Linked DNA regions of Mus musculus: region 2 is linked to region 1. A link is a contact called in public Hi-C data. All regions are on one chromosome and are shown on one strand. The core of a region is the stretch at or near the end of the contact, and the rest is flanking DNA. Distances in the headings are between cores, read along the strand shown. Region 1 holds the start of Kcnj6 (potassium inwardly-rectifying channel, subfamily J, member 6). Region 2 has its middle 82 kb from the start of Gm31641.

Region 1 (3,520 bases), core at 216-2,715:
GTTGTGCATAGTAATGCCTCTGAATGCCACACAAAAGCTGAGGCACGAGCAACTGAGATCACAGTCCCTCGGGGAAAATCATCAACAAATACAAACTCGTAGCCTGTGTGGGTAAGGAGGGCCCAGCTGTTGATGCAAACTGAGGTAAACACCTTTCTGTAGCAAAGTTGGCTCAGAAAGCAGACAGTCTTCCTGAGAGACATTAAAAGATACAAATAGGGGCTGAGATGACTTAGAGCTTAAGGGCCTGCATTGCTCTTACAGAGGACCCAGATTCTACTCCAGCACCCACACTACCCAGCTTATAATTCCCTGTAACTCATGCTTTGGGTAATATGATGCTTTCTTCTATACTCTGTGGGTACACACACACACACACACACACACACACACACACACACAACACACGCATGCATGAACATGCATGCACACCTACTTTTAGAGCGCGAGTTTAGAATAAAATATCATTCACTGCTAAGAGCAGATCTCGATGAATCCCTTCATCAGAAAGGGTCACCTTCTTGAGCTGTGAAGTAAACAGAATACCCCGTGGTTAATAGGGCCATTATAGAATTATCAGCCAGTGGTGTCAATTACTTTTACAGACCCTTGCGAAACTATTTCTCCTTGGGTTAAAAATGCATAAACAGGTCTGTACTTGGGTGGAAGCTAGATGCGAGAAGGCTTTGGAAATGAGCTACTGCTTGCAAAATGACCGTAAAAGAAAGTCAGGTTGTACTGTGGGATGCCCCCTGAAAGAACCATGCAAAAGCAGGTTAAATCCAAACTAGGTGGCTGTCCGAGGGGTGTGTGTGTTTACAGGCAGTTGAGATTATACTCAGAAAGCTCAGAAAGCTTAACCAAAGTAGGGGTGGGGGCAGCAGCTGGCACTACGTCCCTGGAGTGGTGGATAGGATAGAGAAAGCACAGCACAGACTTGCTCTTAGATCTGTGTGAGCAAAGTCTTGGGCTGCAGGCCCCCCCCCTCACCCCCACCCTCAGGCCCCTCTTGCTGGCTAAGGCCTCTCTGGGCTGTGCTGGCCACGTGTGATCTATTTCAGCCCAATGGATGGCAGTGAAGAAACCCCACTTTTCAATTTTCGTCAAAGCTAAAAGAGAAGCTATAACAAGTAGGCATAAACTGATCCTCAAGTTTAGGACTTAAGTGACATGAGGGAATGGAAGGTTCCTGTGCATCTAAGACCCAAAGACTCCTCACGCCCAGCACTAGAAACCCCTATTTCTCGGTGGCGCTCCCCTGTTTTAGCGCCTGAGTCCACTGCAGGTTAAAAAGAACAAGAGGCTGGGCGAAGGGTGGGCAGCTAGGGTCCGGCTCCATCTCTTCCGCCTCGCCGCGAAGCTGATCACTGTGTCGCCTCGGTTCTCCAGCGCGCGGCGCTGCGCCCGCTTTTATCCAGAGACGCGTCGCTTCGTGCGCTGACAGCGCGGCTCAGCCCGTGGGGCTGGAACCGAGTAGCATTCGTTGAATCTGCGGCTTTCATGACGTCTCCCTGCAAGGTCTATCACTTTGCTCCTAAACGAGGATTTATTCCCTCTGCCACTCAAGGCTGTCCCCCAGTTTCCTCGCAACCGGGCTTCCTCCTCAGTCCCTGCCCACACGCGCACTCCTCTGCCCCGCGGTGGCCCCAGCGCCCAGCCCTCCAGCCAGAGGGAGCCAGTCACCAGACGGCAGCACCTGGCTGGAGAGGTTGGGCGGGCCGAGGGTGGGGATCCGCGGGAACCGGCGAGTCGGAGCTGGAGCAGGAGCTGGACCCAACCGCTAGCAGCAGAATGGAGTCTCCTGAAAGCCTGCCGGGGCTGATGTGAAATTGGACCATCTGCTTCCAGTTGGTCTGTTTCCTCCTTTTCTTGTATTTTCTTCCCTCGCCATTCACCGTGGAGTGAATTATTGAATCTTGCTCCGTTCCGAGAGAGGCGATCAGGATGGAGTGAACCTACCCTGTCCACTACAAGGTAAGCAGTGCGTTTGAGTTGCTGAAAGCGAGGAGCTGGCATGGATCCCAGACAGATGTTCCGTGTCCTAGGATCCTCGAGCCTTCGGGTCCTGGCTGCCAGGTCCCCAGCCCCACTGTGGCTGCTTGCATTCCCTACTCAGCGGAGACATGATGCTGAAGTCCACCAGAGGCAGGAAAAGCTGCCTTTGGTTACATAACCAAAAGGAAATGTGTCTCATAGGGTTTTCATTAGCTGCTTAAAAACTCGCCTGGGTGGGTGGCGGGAGGAGGGGTCTGCCTGCCCTGGGCGCTAGAGAATGGGTCAGTTACTGTGGACCTTGCTCCAGCACCTCTAGTGAAGATCAAACATACAGATGATCCCGCAGGCAGGGGCGGCTGGTGGGGTAGGCAGGGAGAGTTAGGAAAAGCCCATTGTCTTGGTGGAAAGCGGTAGCCTTGTTCTGTTTGGGCATAAAGAGGAGAGGATGCGAAGGAGGAAAAGTGAGCAGAAGGGCGAAATGAACCTGAGACAGGGGAGGACTTCTCATAGTCTTCATCAGTAAACCCGAGATGTGCCGTGCTGATGAAAGACAAGGACTAAGTAAACTAACTGAAAGCAGGGAACACCAGGGTCACACGAAGTGTTTATGGCATTTAGGGGCTAGATGAATCTGCTAACTTAGCTTCTCTCTGGATATGTGTTCATTTGTATCAAGACGTTAAGCTTGGGTTAGTTTTTTAACTGAAATGGTATTCTTATTCCCCACGCCTAATAAGCCCTGGGTGGATCCACAGGTATATATACAGGGTTCAATATGGAGAGAATATTAGAGGGGGAACAGATCTACATAGAAAAGGTCACAGAAACAACCTGAGCTTATTGAAAAGGAAATAACAGAATTTTCCAAACAACCCCTTCTTCACCTCTACTTCCCCCAAAAGGAGAGGACTGAGAGGGGGGAACCCTCCAGTGTCTGGGAGTTTGCAATTCATTATAGCTTCAGTGTGCTCCCAACTGCTTTCTCCAAAGTCTCCGGGTCCTGGGGAGCTCTCAGGTACCGTGTGCTATGCACTTCCGTTCAAGCACTAATGCCCTGGCTAGCTTTCTTTTGGTAAAAAATAAATAAATAAATAAAAATGGAGAAGGACAATGTCCGAGAAAGTGGGCTTGCTACAATCAGGGCTGAGCTAACTAAGCTTCGCCCATTTTGCCTGGAGAAGGAAGGCGCTGAGTCTCCATGGCGACCCAGGTGGGAGGAGACATAGCAGCTCCAGCGACAGGAAAAACCGTTGGACAAAACTTTCTTGGCTCCAGGCAAAAAAATGCCCACCGTGTGCCCTAAGGGTATCCTAGGGTATCAGCTGGGTCCAGCTCCCTAAGAGTGATCCACGAGAGGGCACTTATATCCTGTCAGGCTCTCCTCCAACATGGCAAAGTTTCCGTAGATGCCATTCTGAGCAGGTTCTGGTTTCAGCACCAAGGCCAGAGCAAGGTGCAGCGAGTTCATGTCCCTGATAGGATGGCTGCCCCTAGCAAACTCTAGATCTTGTGGTCTTGGGAAGGC
Region 2 (3,451 bases), core at 848-3,347, 340 kb before region 1:
TCCATGCTAATGGGGTATCTAGACGGGCCGCCTCAGGGTTTAGCCAATAAGGTTCCCTTTCCCAGACATTCCCTCCTGCAAAAGGTATTTAACCTCTGGTCCACCCTGAGTAAGTTGTATGCATCCATTTTTCCACTATGAATAAACAATTTGAACAAGCAAGGACTGTCTCTCTCATAAGACCTGATGTGGGGAAAGGCCTTCATTACAGAGTCACACGGCGCAGAAGGCCCCTGAGCTCTAGACGTTCACTCTAGGCTAAGTCAGATTCCCCACACCCTCCAACCCTAGGCTCAGCACTGGCCTGAGGGGGCCCATTCCCATCTCATGAAGTCCAGCAGCGTCTGGGTGCCTGGGAGCTTTGAGAACCACAGCCTTGGCTCCAGCCTGTGCGGTTTCTCACCGGGGTTGGGGTCCCCATCTTAGGCTGCCTTCCATCTTCCCTGAGCGAGTATCAAGTGTTCCAGACACCCAGATGGTGATGAAGATGGAACGTAGCCTAGCGCCCCTGCATTTTGTCTTCCGGAGCGGCGTTCACACACCCCAGCGGCGAGGCGGAACATGGACCCACATCTCCACTATATCACTGGGCTTTCCCTATGGGACTTGCTACTCCACTGAATAACAGGGCAGAGGGGCAGTCTCTGAGGGGAAGAGAGCCAGCCCAAGTGGCCCAGTGGTGCTGCCCTCAGGGTTTCCAGTAATAGCAGAGACCAATTCTTTGATGCCCTCAGGAAGAGCATGATGGCAAGACATCTCTGTGGTCACAGACTTGTGGTTCTTCACAAAGCGTGGGTCTGGACTCCCAGCATCCTTCAGTCTGTGTAGGTTCATTCTCTATTGCTCCATCAGACGCCTGCAATTTTAAAGGGCTGATTTCTCTGAGTGAGAGAGTGCGGGTAGAAAGGAGACCTTCGCGTAGTAGAGCACCGTGAAGCTGCGGTGTGACGCTCTCCCACAGAGCCTATTTCCCTGTTTGGATAACGGCAATTTATTATTCCATTGCCTTTAAAGATGGAGTCCATCATTCCGATTAATTTAACTGGGGAAATGTATGCATGTGATCTAATGGAGCAAACAGGCATGGGGAATGATTTTAGTCAGACTGCCCGGAATGGTCTTATTTTAACACAGTACATAATGGCCTCTGCTCACTTAGTAGCCAATTGTTAAACGAGGTGGCCAAGGAAACTGAGTCTGGCCAGGCAGAGAAGAGGCTGGTCCTATCTCTAGTTCTGCTGTAGGCTCCACCCTTGCTCCCAGGTGCCCCCAGCTGAGTCTGAAAATAGGGTCCTGGTTTCTGGGTGTCTGACTATTCCGGGTGGCTTCTGCAGTCAGCCTTGTTATGGACAAGGAAACTGAGGCGACAGGGACTCTCACCTGCCTAAGTCACCACGTCGAAACAGAACATTGACTGGAGGTGGAGTTCTCAGTTCCGGGGCCAGCACCTAACTGCCTTGCCACAGAGCTTTGAACAGTCTGTGAGATGAAAGGGCCCTCTACTGGAAGGGGGAGCATAAAACACTCACAGAGTCCTCACTATAGAGGCTGCGCTTAATCAGACAGTCAGGGAAAGGCTTGCATTGGGAAACAGAAGGAAGACACGCAAAACCCCGGTAAAGAGTGATTACCAGAGGCTGAGATAGAATACATACAGAATTAAAGCACTAGCTCAGTATGCGTAAGACTCTGGCTATATCCCAGGAGGTACAGGAATATAAGAGGAAAAACTGCAGGTAAGGTAGCTCGTGCCTGTTGATCCCAGCATTTGGGCAATGGAAGCAGGGGTATCAGGAGTTCAAGGTCACCCTCTGCTACACAGCAAATTCCAGGTCAGCCTGGCTGGAAAAACTAAGAGTGAGAGGAGATTGGAAAATGACAGAGGAAAAGAAAAGAAAACTGTTAGAGCCTTGAGGTTCCAAGATTGGCGCAAGACACACTATGCCTGCCGGAAACCAGCTTTCTTCCACGGGGACGTCAATACCGCGATGTTCCAGAAGGTGGTGCCAGTGTTTCCTAAACCAGCTCAGCACCTCCGGTAGCACTCTTTACCCTTATCCCATCCTTTGTGGGTAGCTTTGGTTTTAAACAGAAAAAGCCTTCGCCTCAACCCCAGGCTGTGGGGAAAACACGCCCTCTGCTGGCGGACTCAGACCGTGTGTGTGTGTGTGTGTGTGTGTGTGTGTGTGTGTGTGCGCGCGCGCGCGCGTACAGTGCACCCAAGCTGTGCTTTGACAGGAGGATCTGGAGACAGGGAGGTTGAAGGGAACCCAGACCTGGGAGCAAGCCCAACTTCTCTCAGCCAAGGCTCTCTGAATAGATGGTTGTTATTTTAGTCCCTACTGCACAGGCCAGAAATGAAGCTCAGACAGGACGCAGCCTGCTAAGGTGGCAGGCCCATCCAGAGCGAGGCTGGCAAGCCTGGTCTTCCCAGCCTGCTGTCAACAACCCACAAAGCTCCTTGTGTACCCAGTAGTCAGTGCGTTCAGAATGTCACCAGAGGGGGATGACGGAAAAATCCCAGTGCTAATTTGTCTTCGTAGTGTTTGCTTTTGTCCTGAAGGCGGAAGCTGATCCTATTAATTGAGGGTTTCAATTAGTTGCACTCAGGCTAACTCTAGGTTTAGTGCGATCCCTTCCCCTTCCCGATCCCCCAGTGACGAAGTGCCTGTAATCTCCGAGGCTTAATATCCTTTACAGGAACTGTGAATAAGCTTGAGTTTTAGGAAGAGGAAGGCAGTGAAAAAGGAGGCCTCTCATTCCAAGGTCCTTAGTCCCACCCTGCAGTGTCATCCACTGGCTAAAGCTTTAGATGTTAAAGATCAGGCTGAACGTGAAATCTGTCTCTCTGTCTCTGTGTCTCTCTCTCCTCCCTCTCTCTCTCTCTCCTCTCTCTCTTTCTCTCTTTCTCTCTGTTTCTCTTTGTATCTCTCCTCTCTTCTCTCTCTTTCTGTCTCTCGCTTTCTCTGTGTGTCTCTCTGTCTGTCTCTGTCTCTCTGTGTGTCTTTCTCTCTCTTTTCCCTTTCTCGCTGTATCTTGCTGTCTCTGTCGCTCTCTGTGTCTCTCTGTCTCTCTCATCTCTTCTCTCTCCTTTCTCTCTTTCTCTCTCTGTCTCTGGCTCTCTGTCTGTCTCTGCATCTCTCTCATCTCTGTGTGTCTCGCTGTCTCTGCCTTTCTGTATCTCTCTCCTCTTTTCTCTCCCTGTCACATCCTACTTCCCCAGTCTCCCACTCTCTCTTCTCTCTATCCCTTTGTCCATTCCTTCCATCTTAATCTCTTTCCCTCACTGCCTCCTTCTGTCTTCTCTGCATCCTTTTATTTCTTTACCTCTTCCTTCTTCCTAAACTCCTGTGTTCTCCTTTCTCTTCTTTCTCCCATTTCTCTCCTTTCTTCTTCTCCCCTCCTTTCTTCCTTCCTTTGTTTCTCTCTTCCCTCTGTCTGTCTGTCTTTT

What was found. A called contact is a pair of places that touch in the nucleus more often than the background predicts.
Region 2: a Hi-C map of the N1E-115 cell line shows a contact between it and region 1, with 23 times the contacts expected there. The contact joins the enhancer-like site here to the promoter of Kcnj6 in region 1. A contact is called at or near these places in 11 of 39 promoter capture datasets (cranial neural crest, embryonic stem cells, epiblast stem cells and 6 more), 31 of 484 Hi-C or Micro-C datasets (the AtT-20 cell line, LSK cells, the N1E-115 cell line and 17 more), 17 of 115 datasets of contacts at active chromatin or transcription factors (astrocytes, bone marrow-derived dendritic cells, differentiating embryonic stem cells and 10 more) and 1 of 9 other capture datasets (pancreatic islet).

What each region holds. Positions count from the first base shown.
Region 1 is chr16:94,995,641-94,999,160 of GRCm38.p6, reverse strand. Kcnj6 (potassium inwardly-rectifying channel, subfamily J, member 6) reads left to right here and starts at 1,465. Exons shown (of 4, transcript NM_010606.2): 1 at 1,465-1,974. Gm31407 (a long non-coding RNA gene) reads right to left here and starts at 933. Exons shown (of 2, transcript XR_385080.4): 1 at 437-933.
Region 2 is chr16:95,340,252-95,343,702 of GRCm38.p6, reverse strand. No RefSeq gene overlaps it. Among named protein-coding and RNA genes, the nearest start is that of Gm31641, 82 kb to the right of the region's middle. Within about 2 kb of position 2,097, at least 55 of the 459 cell types and tissues checked have an H3K27ac peak or open chromatin away from gene starts, as enhancers often do. A contact at or near this core is called in the AtT-20 cell line, the N1E-115 cell line, cardiomyocytes and 8 more, where this site is marked.